4 separate regions of the Mus musculus genome follow, and all the other regions are linked to region 4. Evidence: chromatin contacts called from public HiChIP or PLAC-seq and promoter capture Hi-C data. All regions are on one chromosome and are shown on one strand. The core of a region is the stretch at or near the end of the contact, and the rest is flanking DNA. Distances in the headings are between cores, read along the strand shown.

What was found. Promoter capture Hi-C pulls out the DNA fragments that hold promoters and counts their contacts. HiChIP or PLAC-seq counts read pairs in DNA pulled down with a chosen protein or histone mark.
Region 1: an HNF4G HiChIP or PLAC-seq map of pancreatic cancer cells shows a contact between it and region 4. The contact joins two enhancer-like sites. A contact is called at or near these places in 3 of 39 promoter capture datasets (the 3T3-L1 cell line, liver and stem cell-derived epiblast-like cells), 3 of 115 datasets of contacts at active chromatin or transcription factors (embryonic stem cells, microglia and pancreatic cancer cells) and 2 of 9 other capture datasets (adipose tissue and pancreatic islet).
Region 2: a promoter capture Hi-C map of trophoblast stem cells shows a contact between it and region 4, with 4 times the contacts expected there. The contact joins two enhancer-like sites. A contact is called at or near these places in 12 of 39 promoter capture datasets (the 3T3-L1 cell line, the HPC-7 cell line, HPC-7-derived erythroid cells and 9 more), 5 of 484 Hi-C or Micro-C datasets (CD4 T cells, the HL-1 cell line, the HPC-5 cell line and 2 more), 5 of 115 datasets of contacts at active chromatin or transcription factors (the HPC-7 cell line, bone marrow-derived dendritic cells, embryonic stem cells and 2 more) and 1 of 9 other capture datasets (embryonic stem cells).
Region 3: an HNF4G HiChIP or PLAC-seq map of pancreatic cancer cells shows a contact between it and region 4. The contact joins the promoter of Mirt1 here to the enhancer-like site in region 4. A contact is called at or near these places in 1 of 39 promoter capture datasets (neural stem cells), 11 of 484 Hi-C or Micro-C datasets (the 4T1 cell line, CD8 T cells, the HL-1 cell line and 8 more), 13 of 115 datasets of contacts at active chromatin or transcription factors (CD8 T cells, the HPC-7 cell line, bone marrow-derived dendritic cells and 10 more) and 1 of 9 other capture datasets (embryonic stem cells).

What each region holds. Positions count from the first base shown.
Region 1 is chr19:53,647,161-53,650,321 of GRCm38.p6, forward strand. No RefSeq gene overlaps it. Among named protein-coding and RNA genes, the nearest start is that of Gm46653, 27 kb to the right of the region's middle. Within about 2 kb of position 1,856, at least 80 of the 459 cell types and tissues checked have an H3K27ac peak or open chromatin away from gene starts, as enhancers often do. A contact at or near this core is called in pancreatic cancer cells, where this site is marked.
Region 2 is chr19:53,485,517-53,488,588 of GRCm38.p6, forward strand. No RefSeq gene overlaps it. Among named protein-coding and RNA genes, the nearest start is that of Gm30826, 5.6 kb to the right of the region's middle. Within about 2 kb of position 1,420, at least 10 of the 459 cell types and tissues checked have an H3K27ac peak or open chromatin away from gene starts, as enhancers often do. A contact at or near this core is called in trophoblast stem cells, where this site is marked.
Region 3 is chr19:53,463,276-53,466,214 of GRCm38.p6, forward strand. Mirt1 (myocardial infarction associated transcript 1) reads right to left here and starts at 1,521. Exons shown (of 10, transcript NR_028427.1): 1 at 1,411-1,521; 2 at 33-217.
Region 4 is chr19:53,570,828-53,573,787 of GRCm38.p6, forward strand. No RefSeq gene overlaps it. Among named protein-coding and RNA genes, the nearest start is that of Smc3, 28 kb to the right of the region's middle. Within about 2 kb of position 1,389, at least 46 of the 459 cell types and tissues checked have an H3K27ac peak or open chromatin away from gene starts, as enhancers often do. A contact at or near this core is called in the 4T1 cell line, CD8 T cells, the HPC-7 cell line and 3 more, where this site is marked.

The DNA of each region.
Region 1 (3,161 bases), core at 606-3,105, 77 kb after region 4:
GAGTGCTGGGATTAAAGGCATGCGCCACCACTCCCGGCTTAATGACACAATTTTAAGAATAGTTTTTGGAAAGTACAAATTCAGAAGTGGGAAAGGGCAAAAACTGATTTTTTAATGATTCTTTTTAAAATTAAGCATCAGCAAAAATGTGTTTTCAAACACTCACTTGGCTTGATGGTTTAAAGGTTTCCTAACAACTCTAGAAGGAGCTAGTTCTCCATTCAGCTCGCAGGAGCCTGCTGGTTGGATGGTGTTTGGGAGGAGACTTCGCTGTCCGAGCCAGTGGTCCTTACAGGCCACAGCAGCGAGCTGCTGGCTTCGCAGAGTGGGCACTGCCTGTAGGCAGCTGTGCCTCCTTGAGGGTTCATTTTCTCTCTATATGCTGTGTTGTTGGATAGCATTGCCCTGTTGTGAGGGTGGGGCCCTGCTGCCCTGTGTCTAATTTCACCTGGGAAAAGCAACGCCAATGAAATCTGGTTTAGTCGTAGCCTTGCCTAGAAATAGGTTACGGCTTGGGTCACGTTAAATCTTGATAAAGTAGATTAACATCTCTACAAGAAACATTGGTTTGTCTAGAGCTCAGGTTTGGCAAAGCAAGTCCTCTTTAAATATGGCTTTGGTGTTTGCACATTAAGCTAAAAATAACGGGACCTTGCAGTTAGAATATATTTAGTTCCAGAGATGCATTTCTTTATTTTAGTTTAATATTCTAATTTTACAGATGAGATGTGAAGCCCAGATCAGGCAGGTGGCCCAAGTGAACATATTAGCACACTTAGATAACAGAACCAAGCCGTGGGTCCCTTCTCTCAAGAAACTCACACATTTATTTGCAGGTGGCCTTGCACGTTACACAAAGACGAATTTTAAGGTTATAGATGATTGCCACCTTCACTTTGTCTCTGCCCTTTGCCTTTTTTTGTTGTTAGTTTTTTGTTTGTTTGTTTGTTTAAAGAACTCACCAACTTAGGAACACTTAGGTCACACTTACCCATGTCCCAGGGAGACTTGAGTTACCTCCAGTTGCCAGGCTTCTGCAAGGAAGGTGCCAGTGTTATCTATAAATCTGCCACCGTGTGGCCGACAGGCACCCCTTCCTAGAGACAGAGTGTCTCCTGGGTGTAAGAGGCCTTGTGGCAGCCAGTAGCTACACAGAACACGAGGCAGCGTGGAGATTAGGGTTGCAAAAAGAATGTGGATATATTTACTCTGTCAGGTTGGCACACTGTGGTATGAGTTTTCCAGAGACCTTAACGTTTGAACATTATCTTTGATGGACTGTGTAATTGAGTGTCTTCAAGAAATTATTCAGCCATTAAAATTGATAGCTCAGCTGTTAAGAAGAGCGCTTGCTGATTGGTTCTCAGAATCCATATCGGGTAGCTTCCAGCTGCCTGTAACTAAGTCCCGAGGTATCAGACACCTTCTGGTGTGTGTGCAGAGAAGCAAGTGTGTGGTGGTGGTGGTGGTGGTGGTGGTGGTGGTGGTGGTGGTGGTGGTGGTGGTGGTGGTGGTGGTGATATAATAGAGCCCCAAAGCCTGAAGGACATGGGTTTAGAGCCAAATTATTTGGGACTAGAGTGTCAGAGCCTATTAATGTCTGATGTACAGTGCCACTTAAGGCAAAGACTTCTTGGGAGCCGTTTCCAGCCTACCTTGCCTCCTCACAGTTAGAAAGGTGCTTTCTTCAGCATTGTGTAGGGGCTCCATTTTCTCTCAGCCTAAATCTCAAGCTGTTTTCCCCGTAGCCACTAGAGGGAGCCCTTGATACATGCTGACCCCTCAGATTTGGGATCTCAGGTTTTCTTCCACACTGATTCCTCGCTAGAGTTGCAGCCGCTGTGAGGTCAGGGTGTGGTATAACTGAGACCTCTGGGGCAGCACTTTATGAGCGAAGTGTTAACTGCTTGCAGCTCACTCCTAAGTGAGCTTTGGGGCAAAGGTGCCTGCTGCGCTCACAACAGGTTGTGTCACTGTTCCGGAAACAGCAGGAAGCCTGGGTGTTGTAAAGATGGCAACCCTTCCTCACGCCAGGCCTGCTTATTCTCTGCAGAGCACGCGCTTGCTCCTTTGTTCCTTCTGCCTTCTGAGTCCTCATTTAAGCGCAGAGGCATCCTGGTTCTCTGCAGCCTGGCATTCCTAAAGCAGAGGTTGCCTTTCGTTCTGTTTCATGTATGGTTTCTAAGTTCCCTCTGTGTCCTGTGGTTTTGGCATTTTAATCCACTTAGTGTTTTCGAATTATTGGTAGCAGTCACTGTGTGATCTCTGGACACCCCAGGAAGACCTGTTCTACCCTATTGCCTACCAAGCCACGAAAAGCCATCCTAAGAGGTCCTGCCACTTCCAAGTTTCACCAGAGGTGATGCTCTGTCACTGTGGATGAGTGGCTTAAGGACCTTCTCCCACAAACTCGTGCTGCCCCAATTCACTCCACCCACAGAGCATGGTGACCAGGTGGTAAAGCGAAGCTGAGCGACCCATTTTACTGCGTTGGGAATGGGCAGCTGGTGACTGAGTAGGACAGCAGAACCTCCTTTAGACATGTGTATGTGCAGGGCACACATCCATCCTGTCTCATTAGCAAACCAGAAAGGTTTTCATATGAGTCCGTGCTGCAGTCTCTGCTCCATTGTGGTCACTTGGAGGGTTGTACTTTGGATTCACAGTGGCCTCACAGACTGAAGCCCTGGTCTGTTTGTTCACTGGTCTCCAGCTGTGCCCTGAAGGGCTGGGGTCTGGAAGTGGGGTGAAGTCACTGGGGGCAAGTCTTTGAAGGTTCCATCTATTCCTGCTTCCTGGTCCATTAAAATGTGAGCAGCTGCCTTGCCTCATGCTCCTGTCAGGACAGCCACTCCACCCTGCCTCGCCCTGTGATTGACTGAAATCCCCCTGAAACTGAGCCAAAATAAACATTTCCTCCCTGAGTTTGTCTCTTTCAAGTACTTTGGTCACGGTGATGAGAAAGCAACTAACAAAGAGCTGGGGAGATGGCTCCGCCGGTAACCGTGACTGCTCATGCAGAAGGCTGTGGTTCTGTCCCCAACACCCACATACCACCTGTAACTGCAGCTCCAGGATCCAGCATGTTCACCCAAAAACATACACATACTCATAAATAAAAATCTTATTAAAAAAAAAAACATACAGAATGGTTGGTGAAG
Region 2 (3,072 bases), core at 170-2,669, 85 kb before region 4:
ACGCCCCTCCAAACAATGGAGTTCAGATTTTTGGGTGATAGCTAAACATCAGAGCCCCCCCCCCCGAAACAGCACAAGAGCTCCTAGTTCATGGCCTCGGTTGGAAAATTGCTGGTGAGCTGCATTCTTTTTCTTCTCCTTTTGCCTCTGATTGCTTGGAGCCTAAAGATCCCAGATATTTAATCATAGCAATCACAGCTAAGAGTTAGGAAGGACCTATACATCTGCCAATGAATGCCCCTGGCTTCACCAAAAAGCCATTGGCTGCCGGGAAGATGGACTGGGAAACAGGAATTATAATGCACAGCACAGGAAGGCCTGGGAATAGCCCCACCTCAGGTCCTGGGCGTCCGCAGGAAAGAGTAGATAGAAGTTTCTGGAGACACCTCGGAGTCTGAATGGAGGGTGGGGGAAAAGACCGGACAGTGGGCTTGAGCCTGGGGAGACATGGGAAGGAGCGGGGAGGGAGTGGAGGGGAGGGGGGTGAACTCTAGATAGAAGAAACTAAGCAGTTCCAAGCACAGAGGAAGACAAGCAGGCACAGAGGCCCATCCCTAACCAAGAAGCTATTTGCAGCGACATCTGCCAGGAGAAGGAAGATCCATTCTCTCCAAAGGACTGTCAGTGGGTATGTCAACCTCGATCCAGGGCAGGCCCCATGCCCAGGGGTAGCTGGCCAGCACAAGTGTGGACTCCGTATTTTTTGTGCACATTTTGTTTTGATTTGCTATTTTTTTTTGGCGTTTTTTTGGCTTTGTTTGCTTCTAATTTGTTTTCCTTGTGGGTTATTTGTTGTTGTCGTCGTTGTTGTTCTTTTCTTTTTGAGGGAAAGAGAGGGAGAGAAAATGAAGTTGAATGGGTAGCGAGGTGGGAAGGATCTAGGAAGAGTTGGGGGAAGGGAAAGAGTATGATTAAAAATATACTTTTTGAAGACAAATAAATAAATAAATAAACACATAAAAACAGATGAGAAATAGTTGGATTCCTCTTTAAAGGGTGAGAAGGGTTAAGGGTGCCTGCCATGTGGGTGGGGATGGGGGGCAGAGATTCACATGAAAGACCCCCATGATGGGAGAGGGGGGTGCTAGATGCAGGGGTTGCCATCCATGTTAGGGAGGCCAGGTTTATGTTAACGTGTAGGAGCAACCAGGGATAGATTTACAAGATGAATGGGCAGAGACTGGTTTGAGTGGTCTGTAAGCTCATCTGCTATTGGGTAAAAAACTGGGATGTCAGCGGAATCAGACTCTAGTTAGGACTCTGGGGAAAGTAACCAGATAGGAGATGAGGGGCACCTGAACTCGTGTGACAAGGGAAAGACATGGACAGACTCAAGCGACACAGAGGAAGTGGTGTGCGCATGGCTTAGTGATTCACAGGAGAAGAAGCAGAGCCGGGGCATCCATTGTGGGCTGAAGCATGTCCTCTCTGTGTTAGTCAGGCTTGTGATTGCTATGACAAATACCTGAGAGACAGCTTACAGGGAGGAATTTATTCTGGCTCAGAGATTTAGAGATTTAAGTCTGTTGCTGTGAGCCTGTGGGGAGGCAGACCATCATGGTGGCGAGAGGAATGTTTGGCGGGCAGGAAAGAGAACATCAGGATGGACTGAGGGCAGGATCTGTCTCCCCACAACACGCCCCCATGACTTACTTTTCCATTAAGATCCCTAACAGCCCATTCAAGTTTTGAATCTATAATTGGAGCCATTAATGAAGGCCAGTCCCTTACAATGCAATACCCTCAAACCAAGCTTCAAAACATGAGCCTTGGTGGCGAGTGTTTCATATCTAAGCCACAGCACCCACCCCCTAAACACACACGATGAAGTCCTAATCTACAGGACCCTCCAAAATACCACTGCATCTGGGGAGAGTGTTTTAAAGAAAAGGTTAAATTAAAATGAGGCTGTGACTGGTCTCTCACCCAGTTCAGCTTGTGTTCTCGTAGGTAGAAGTTTGGATACAGAGGACACTAAGGATACGGACATGCAGAGAGAGCACCATCGGGATGCACCATAAAAGAAGCTGTCAAAAGCCAAGACAGGAGGACTTAGGAGAGGCCTTCTTGCTAATACACTGACCTGGGACTTTCAGCATCCTGAAGCTGATGACACACACTTCTGTTGTTTAGTCCAGCCAGGCTGTGGTCTCATCGAGGTTATACTACCAGATCTATTTCCTGCATGGCGCTTGGGTGTCTCTTTGCCCAGTCAGGTATGTGGGGGCAAGATATCAGGCTATGAAAATATATGGAAGGAGGAAAAAGACAGCCAGAGTTTGGAACCTGTTGAGTTTGAGAGGTTTGTTTGCCAGTTGCACAGGACATGGCTGTGCCTCTCCTGAGAGATCCAGCGAGGGATGAATGGCAGTGAGATGCTGGGGTGTCATCCACGATCCAGGTCCTTTCTCCAGCACAGTGTGGCCTTGGAGAGACCCTGAACCTTCTCAAGGTCCCTCTGGAGCACAGGGCTGGTCTTCCAAGTCCCAGGGGCAGTTCACCTGAGAGGTTGATGCCTGCCAAGGTTCTCTTGGGACTGCCACAGTGCCTGGGGGAAGGCGTTGTTGTTCTTGGGCCTCCCATCCAGGATGTTAACCAGGAAGGGGGCCTGGGCCCCAGGGAGCTCATGAAGTGCCAACATGGAGTTGGCAGTAGTGCCCTGCCCCTCCTGGAAGGCCTCCCCCTGAGAGAGAGGCTCTAACAGGTCCCCCATGCAATCTCACCTCCGACCCAAGGGGCCCCGAGAGCCCAGTGCCAGGGCCCAGGGAGGGCCAGTCAGACCCAGTAGCACTGGCTCCAGGTCCTGTTCCTGGTCCTTTGAAAATCTGGGCCTCTCCTTCCCGACCCCAACCCAACCCTGTCTTTCTTTCCTACAAACCCCCAGATATAAGAATATCAGATTTAAAAGGAAAACAAATAAGTTATTAGATTTGAACTCCAGATACACATTGAATATTTTCTAGAGTAAACATGTTCTGTATAATATTTAGGGCATACTTATAATTATTCTACGTTTGTCTGAAATCCTAATGTATCAAGGAATTCTGCATTTTGCCCAGCAGCCTCACCCAG
Region 3 (2,939 bases), core at 271-2,770, 110 kb before region 4:
TCTCTGCTTCAAGCAATTTAGGCTGAACTCACTCAAATTTTTGGTTCATTGGCTTGCCTGTGGAAGGTGGCTTCCATCACTCAACTGGTCACTGGTTGGGGCTATCACTCATGACACCACTATTCTCCGTGTGCCCTTTCCAGCAGGCTAGCGTTCACATGTGGCAGTTGGCTTGGAGGAGGACAATCCTGAAAGTCATTGGTCAAAGTAGGTCAGCCTAGAGACAAAGGTGAAGAAATGTGGAAGGTTTTGTTAGAAGGCAGTACTAAGACTTACTGGATGACATCGTCATCATCACGGCCACCACCACCACCATCATCATCATCACCTTCATCAACACCATCATCATCATTGTGTGTGTCAGAGAGGAGTATGTGCACACATGCAGTGGCTCTAGGTCTGTGTAGCGTAGAGGACCAACTTTTGAGAGTCCATCCATCCTAGACTCTAGAGATAGAACTCAAGCTATCAAATGTAAGAGGTAAGTGCCTTGACTTGCCCAGCCATCCCTCAGCCTCTACATGGGTTTCTTTAGTCTTCCATAGTTGTTTTTCTGTTTCTGGAATGTATACATAGATACCAGGCCCAGCCTAAAATTAAATTAATTTTTTGAAAAAAATAAATAAGTAGAGATAGATATAATCCTAGCCCTCGAGTGATGGGGTAGGAGGACCTTGAGTTCAAGGTTAGGTGGGCTCATATCAAGAACAAGTCTCTCTCTCTCTCTCTCTCTCTCTCTCTCTCTCTCTACACACACACACACACACACACACACACACACACACACACACACAGGTCTGGGCATGTGGTTTAGTTTAGTGGCAAATCATTGTACCATATCTTAGATTTGACCCCTATGTACAGAAAAGACAAATAGGGAGAAGGAGGAGAAATGAGAGACCAGAGGGAATTGCTGTGTTCAAGGTCACATAGCAAGAAATGGCAGAGTTAGGAGCATACATTAGGTCTCTCGTGTTCCTCATTGCCTCGTGTAATTATGCCAACCTAACTGGACAGATGCCAGAGATGAGGCTCTGTTCTCAAGGAGCTGCCTTGATTCTCAGCTTCCAGTGAGCCTCAGAGAAGTACCTGGTACCTTAAGACTGCTGCTTTCTGAAGAGCACAGGGCAAGGAGAAGGGGGTATGTGGAATTCCCTAGAGTACAGAACAGCCCAGCGCAGGATCAGAGAGGCAGCTGCCCTCCTCAGTCCACAGTGTATGTGGGTGGGTGGGAGTCAGGGAAGGAGGTCAGAGGCCAAGGGAGCCCTCAGGATGGGCAACACACAGCCTGCTTTTTCCCCCGGACCAGTCAGATCTGTACATACACATGGACACCCCCCCCCCCCCCCACACACACACATACACACATACACACTCTGAGACATGCTCCCTTATGCCGCTCTTTAAAACCTGCAAGGAAGCTGTCACTGAGATGGTGCACCGTTCAGCTCTAGGTTGGCAGAAGCAGAAATCTCACGGCTTTGGAACTGTTGGCTTGTGGGAAGAGAGCATGAGAAAGTCAGCTGGCCCAGGAAGTTGTGAAATGCAAGCAACGGTTCTGTTATCAGCCCCTTCCTGTTGTTGTGGCACCTAGGGGAAATCAGGGCCCTTGAGCACCCCACTTCCTCTTACTAGAGGAACTCCTTGGGCCTGCTGAGTCACCTGCTGGGGGAAACACACCTATTTTCAGCCTGAGGTAAATGAACTGACCCATCACCGAGACCACATTTCCATGAGTTTTTTCATCCTGGCTGGTGAGACTGGATAACAGAGGCTCGCCTCCCTGACCCAAGATACCTTCCCTCTTCTCATTTCCTTTCTCAGAGTAGCTTTCTTTGCAAGAAAAACCCTCACATGACCACAGGAAGAGTGTGACGGGGCAACCATGGGTACAATTCTAAGGTGGGGCTGCAGCAAGGGCACCCCACTCCTTGGAGATGACTTTGTCATGAGAATGACTCAATGGCTGAGCATTGCTCTGATAAGTTTATTATTATTATTTGTCATTTTCCTACAGACTCTAAGCCTCCTCATGCCTGGGTAGACCATTTGTATGACCCTGCTGTTGGAGGACATCATTGTTTAAGAGCTAAGACCATAGTAGCCCTGGAGCCCAGTAGCCTGGTTAAAGGTAGGCTTGATCATAGAGTGATGGACTTGGGCCAGACCCCTAATTCCTCTAAGACATGACCTCCTAGCTTCTGGGCTGCTTCCCAGGTCTTCGAGGCAGGGCAGCTGATTCCTAGGATGTCAAAGCAGGAGGGACATCTACATGTCATGTTTAACCCAAACCACACACATACTTTATTGATAGGAAAATAGAAATGGAGGAAGGATCAGGGATTCACCTGGACCCGATGCTCAAATATCCCTCCAGGGCATCTTTTGGCCAGAACTACCTCTTAGGTAAAAACCAATAAACAGTACATGCCAGTGAGAAGGTTTCTATTGGTCAGAACAATTTCCTTTTGTACCTCAGTACCTGGAAGTCAGCACAGCAGAACTGTATTTTGAAGAGAGGGGGTTGGGGACCCTTTGCACCCATTGTCCCCAAAGATTTGCAGAATATAAAGAGAGAACCCTTGTGCAGCTATGAAGCACAAGTTCGGTCGATGTGAAGCATGGAATCTGTAAGTTGATGATAAGTCATTAGTATAGGCCACCCTCCATGTCTGTGTGTTCTGGATCACGGTATTCAACCAGACACAGACTGAAATCACTCGGGAAACAGATTACATCTGCAATAAAGGTGGGAAATAGATCACATCATCTGCAACAAAGATATGCTGTTCTCCTCATCCTTACTCCCCAAACAACACATTTGACAAGTATATATGTTATGATTTGAATACAAAATATCCCCTTCCCAAGAAGGCTGATTTGTTAAACATTTCCATCTGATGGCCCAGTTTTGAGAAATGGAAATTTCAAAAGATGAG
Region 4 (2,960 bases), core at 139-2,638:
TGTGTGTGTGTGTGTGTGTGTGTGTGTGTGTGAGTGAAATGCATAGGCTTGTATGCAGGAAGGAAAAACAGATTTTGCTGTATGGTGTTTTCCATAAAGATTCTTTTTAAGTTCTGCATGGTGTTCTTCACCTATAACCCCACAGCACTCAGGAGGCAGAAGGCCAGCCTGGTCTGCATATGTTTTAAGAGGGCGGTGCAGAGTCTTGGTAGGCAGTGAGAGGTCAATTAACAAACCCAGGAACAGCTTTGGAGAACTGGCTCATTTCTTGGTGGGGAGAAAGGGGTATTTATGCCCATCGGGAGGTGGCCAGGGTCTCTGGGACCAGGTTTATGTGGCTGGATACCATTGGCCAGAGCAGGGTGTTGGACAATGCCTCATCTCCATGCTCAGGGACTGTAGGGTCTTGGGGAGAAACCCTTATCAGGTCAAACAAGGAGTGAAGCCTGATAACTGTCAGGGTGATACATTCCTGCAAGGGTTGATGGTGGGGGAGGCAGCTTTATGGTGCCAGGTCGGGAGGGAGGAGGTGGCCAACTCCTGTCTCATGTTTGAGGGATCCACGGTTGAAGCTCCCTTGGCCTTTCTCCATAACCCTGGGCCATTACGGTCCCCCAGTTACCTGGCTGATTTCTGTGGCCAGGGATGAAGTCATTCCATGTCGGTGGTTCTGGGCCAAACACTGCAAAGGGGTATGGGTATCAACTGTAGTCTGGCATATCTCTTCTTTTGGTTACTTCACAATGGAAAACAATGCTTATCTCAGGGCCCAAGGTTACCATATGCTGGAGAAGTGGGGCAGGTCAATGGCACAGAAGAGAAGGCTTTTTTCCAATGACCTATGTTCTAGGAGTCAGGATGAGGGAGCCTTATAGGAAAGCAGCAAGGGCAGCCAGCCAGAGTCTGTGAGTTTAGCGTCCCAGGTCAGGTGCTATGCGAGGGTACCAGCTCCCCTGTCCCTAGTCTACTTTCAAGAGACGATTTTATTCTGACTTATCAACAAGAGTAGGAACAAGGAAACAGGAAACAGATGCACTGGTTTCCAAGACCAACGCTCAAGTTCAGGAGCAGAGAGATGACTGTCACAGAGCATTGTCCTCTCTCCTGAGAGGGAGGCAAGTCAAGGGTACTGAATACTCAGAAGGCGGCTGATTCACACCTGTAATCTGACCCTAGGGAAACAGAGGCAGGATTGCGGGTGAGTTCCCGGGCTGCCAGGACTTACTCAGCTCAAGGACAGCCAGGGATATGGCGGAAGACTGCCTCAAACCATCTCCACCCTCCTGCTAAAAAGTTGCCTAGAACAAATCGCAGAGCCTCTGGGGATTCTTTAGATGAGGGTTTAGTCTTAGCCGGAAATGGTTGGCTCTGGCCCTTGTGGGCTACGTCATCACAGGCGAGTTACTTGGTGTCTGCGCCCACTTCCATATAGTACAGTGAGCCTAGTCATTTCCCCCCCCTACAGGGATCTTCTAAGACTAAGCAAGACAACGAGTGGAAAGATCCAGACACAAAACGGGTGTCAATAGTATTCCTCGTAAGTATGTTTACAGATAATTTGCATTCGTCGTGTTAGTATTAAACTGAAGACTGGAGGAAACCCACTGCTGTTTCCTCTTAACCCCATAGAAATAGTCATCAGAAGCCCTTTGTTATGTCTTTCTGGATTTTTAAAAATGTTTTGTTTTTCTTAAAAATGGGATCTCGGGACTGAAGAGATGGCTTAGTGGCTAAGAATGCCTGTTGCTCTTACAGAGGACCCAAGGTCAGCTCCAGCAATCACATCAGGTACCTCACAACCACAGATACCTGCAGCTCCAGGGGCCCCAACACCATGTGGACTTGAACTCAGGACCTCTGGAAGAGCAGTCAGAGCTTTTAACCGCTGAGCTGTCTCTCCAGCCCCAGCCCATATCTCTCAGTCCTCCTCCAAAGCATCAGCTTTTAAAACAGTGTGAGATACAGCGACCTGTACAGTCGTACGCTGTGTGTTTAACTCACCCGCACTGTCCAGCAGTTCCCTCTGTAAACAGTGCTGCAGAGAGTATCTTGGCAGCAGCTTCTCTATGACAAACGTCCTGAAGAATTAACTCGTAATCCGTATGACAAACAGCCTTCCGGAAACTTCAGGTAAGTTTATTCCCGCCCCGCCTAGCATCATCCATTATGCTCACGAAAGGCCGATCCTGGATTTTGTCATTTCTGTTTTTTCTCCAGCAGCAGCAACTTGATCCTTTCTTTCTTTCTTTCTTTCTTTCTTTCTTTCTTTCTTTCTTTCTTTCTTTCTTTCTTTCTTTCTTTCTTTCTTTCTTTTTCTCTGCATGGACGATTCTGTCCAAATGTAATTGGCCCTCTATTGCTGCAGGTTCTGCATTCCCAGGTTTAACTAATCCCAGGTTTTGTGGCAAATGCCTGCAAACCCAGCTCTCAGGAGGCAGAGCCAGGAGGTCCAGTCTGGTCTACATTGTGTGTTGCTGGTTGGCCTGGGCTACAGAGTGAGGCCCTATCTCAAAGAAAGCCAAGCATATCAGTGCTTGCCTGTCCTGCCAGGACTCAGGAGGGAGAGGCAAGGCAATCAGAAGTTCAAGGCCACCTTTCTGTGCTTAGTAAGAAATTAGAAGCCAGTATCGGCTATGTGAGACACAAACAATCAAAAAACTAGAATATTTTAAAAACTTGTGTCTAAAGCATGGTACGGTGACACATACCTTTCTTTAATCCCCAGCACTCAGGAGGCAGAAGCGGGTGGATCTCTATGCGTTCAAGGCCAGCCTGGTCTACATAGCAAGTTCCAGGACAGCCAGGACTACACAGAGATCCTTCTCAAGCAACAACAATAACTTGTGTCTGAGAGGGGCATGGTGACACACTCCTGAAAGTCCACTATTGAGGCAAGTGGTCATGATTAATCAGAGAGGGCAGCTTAGTCTACATAACAAATTCTAGACGAGCCAAAGCTA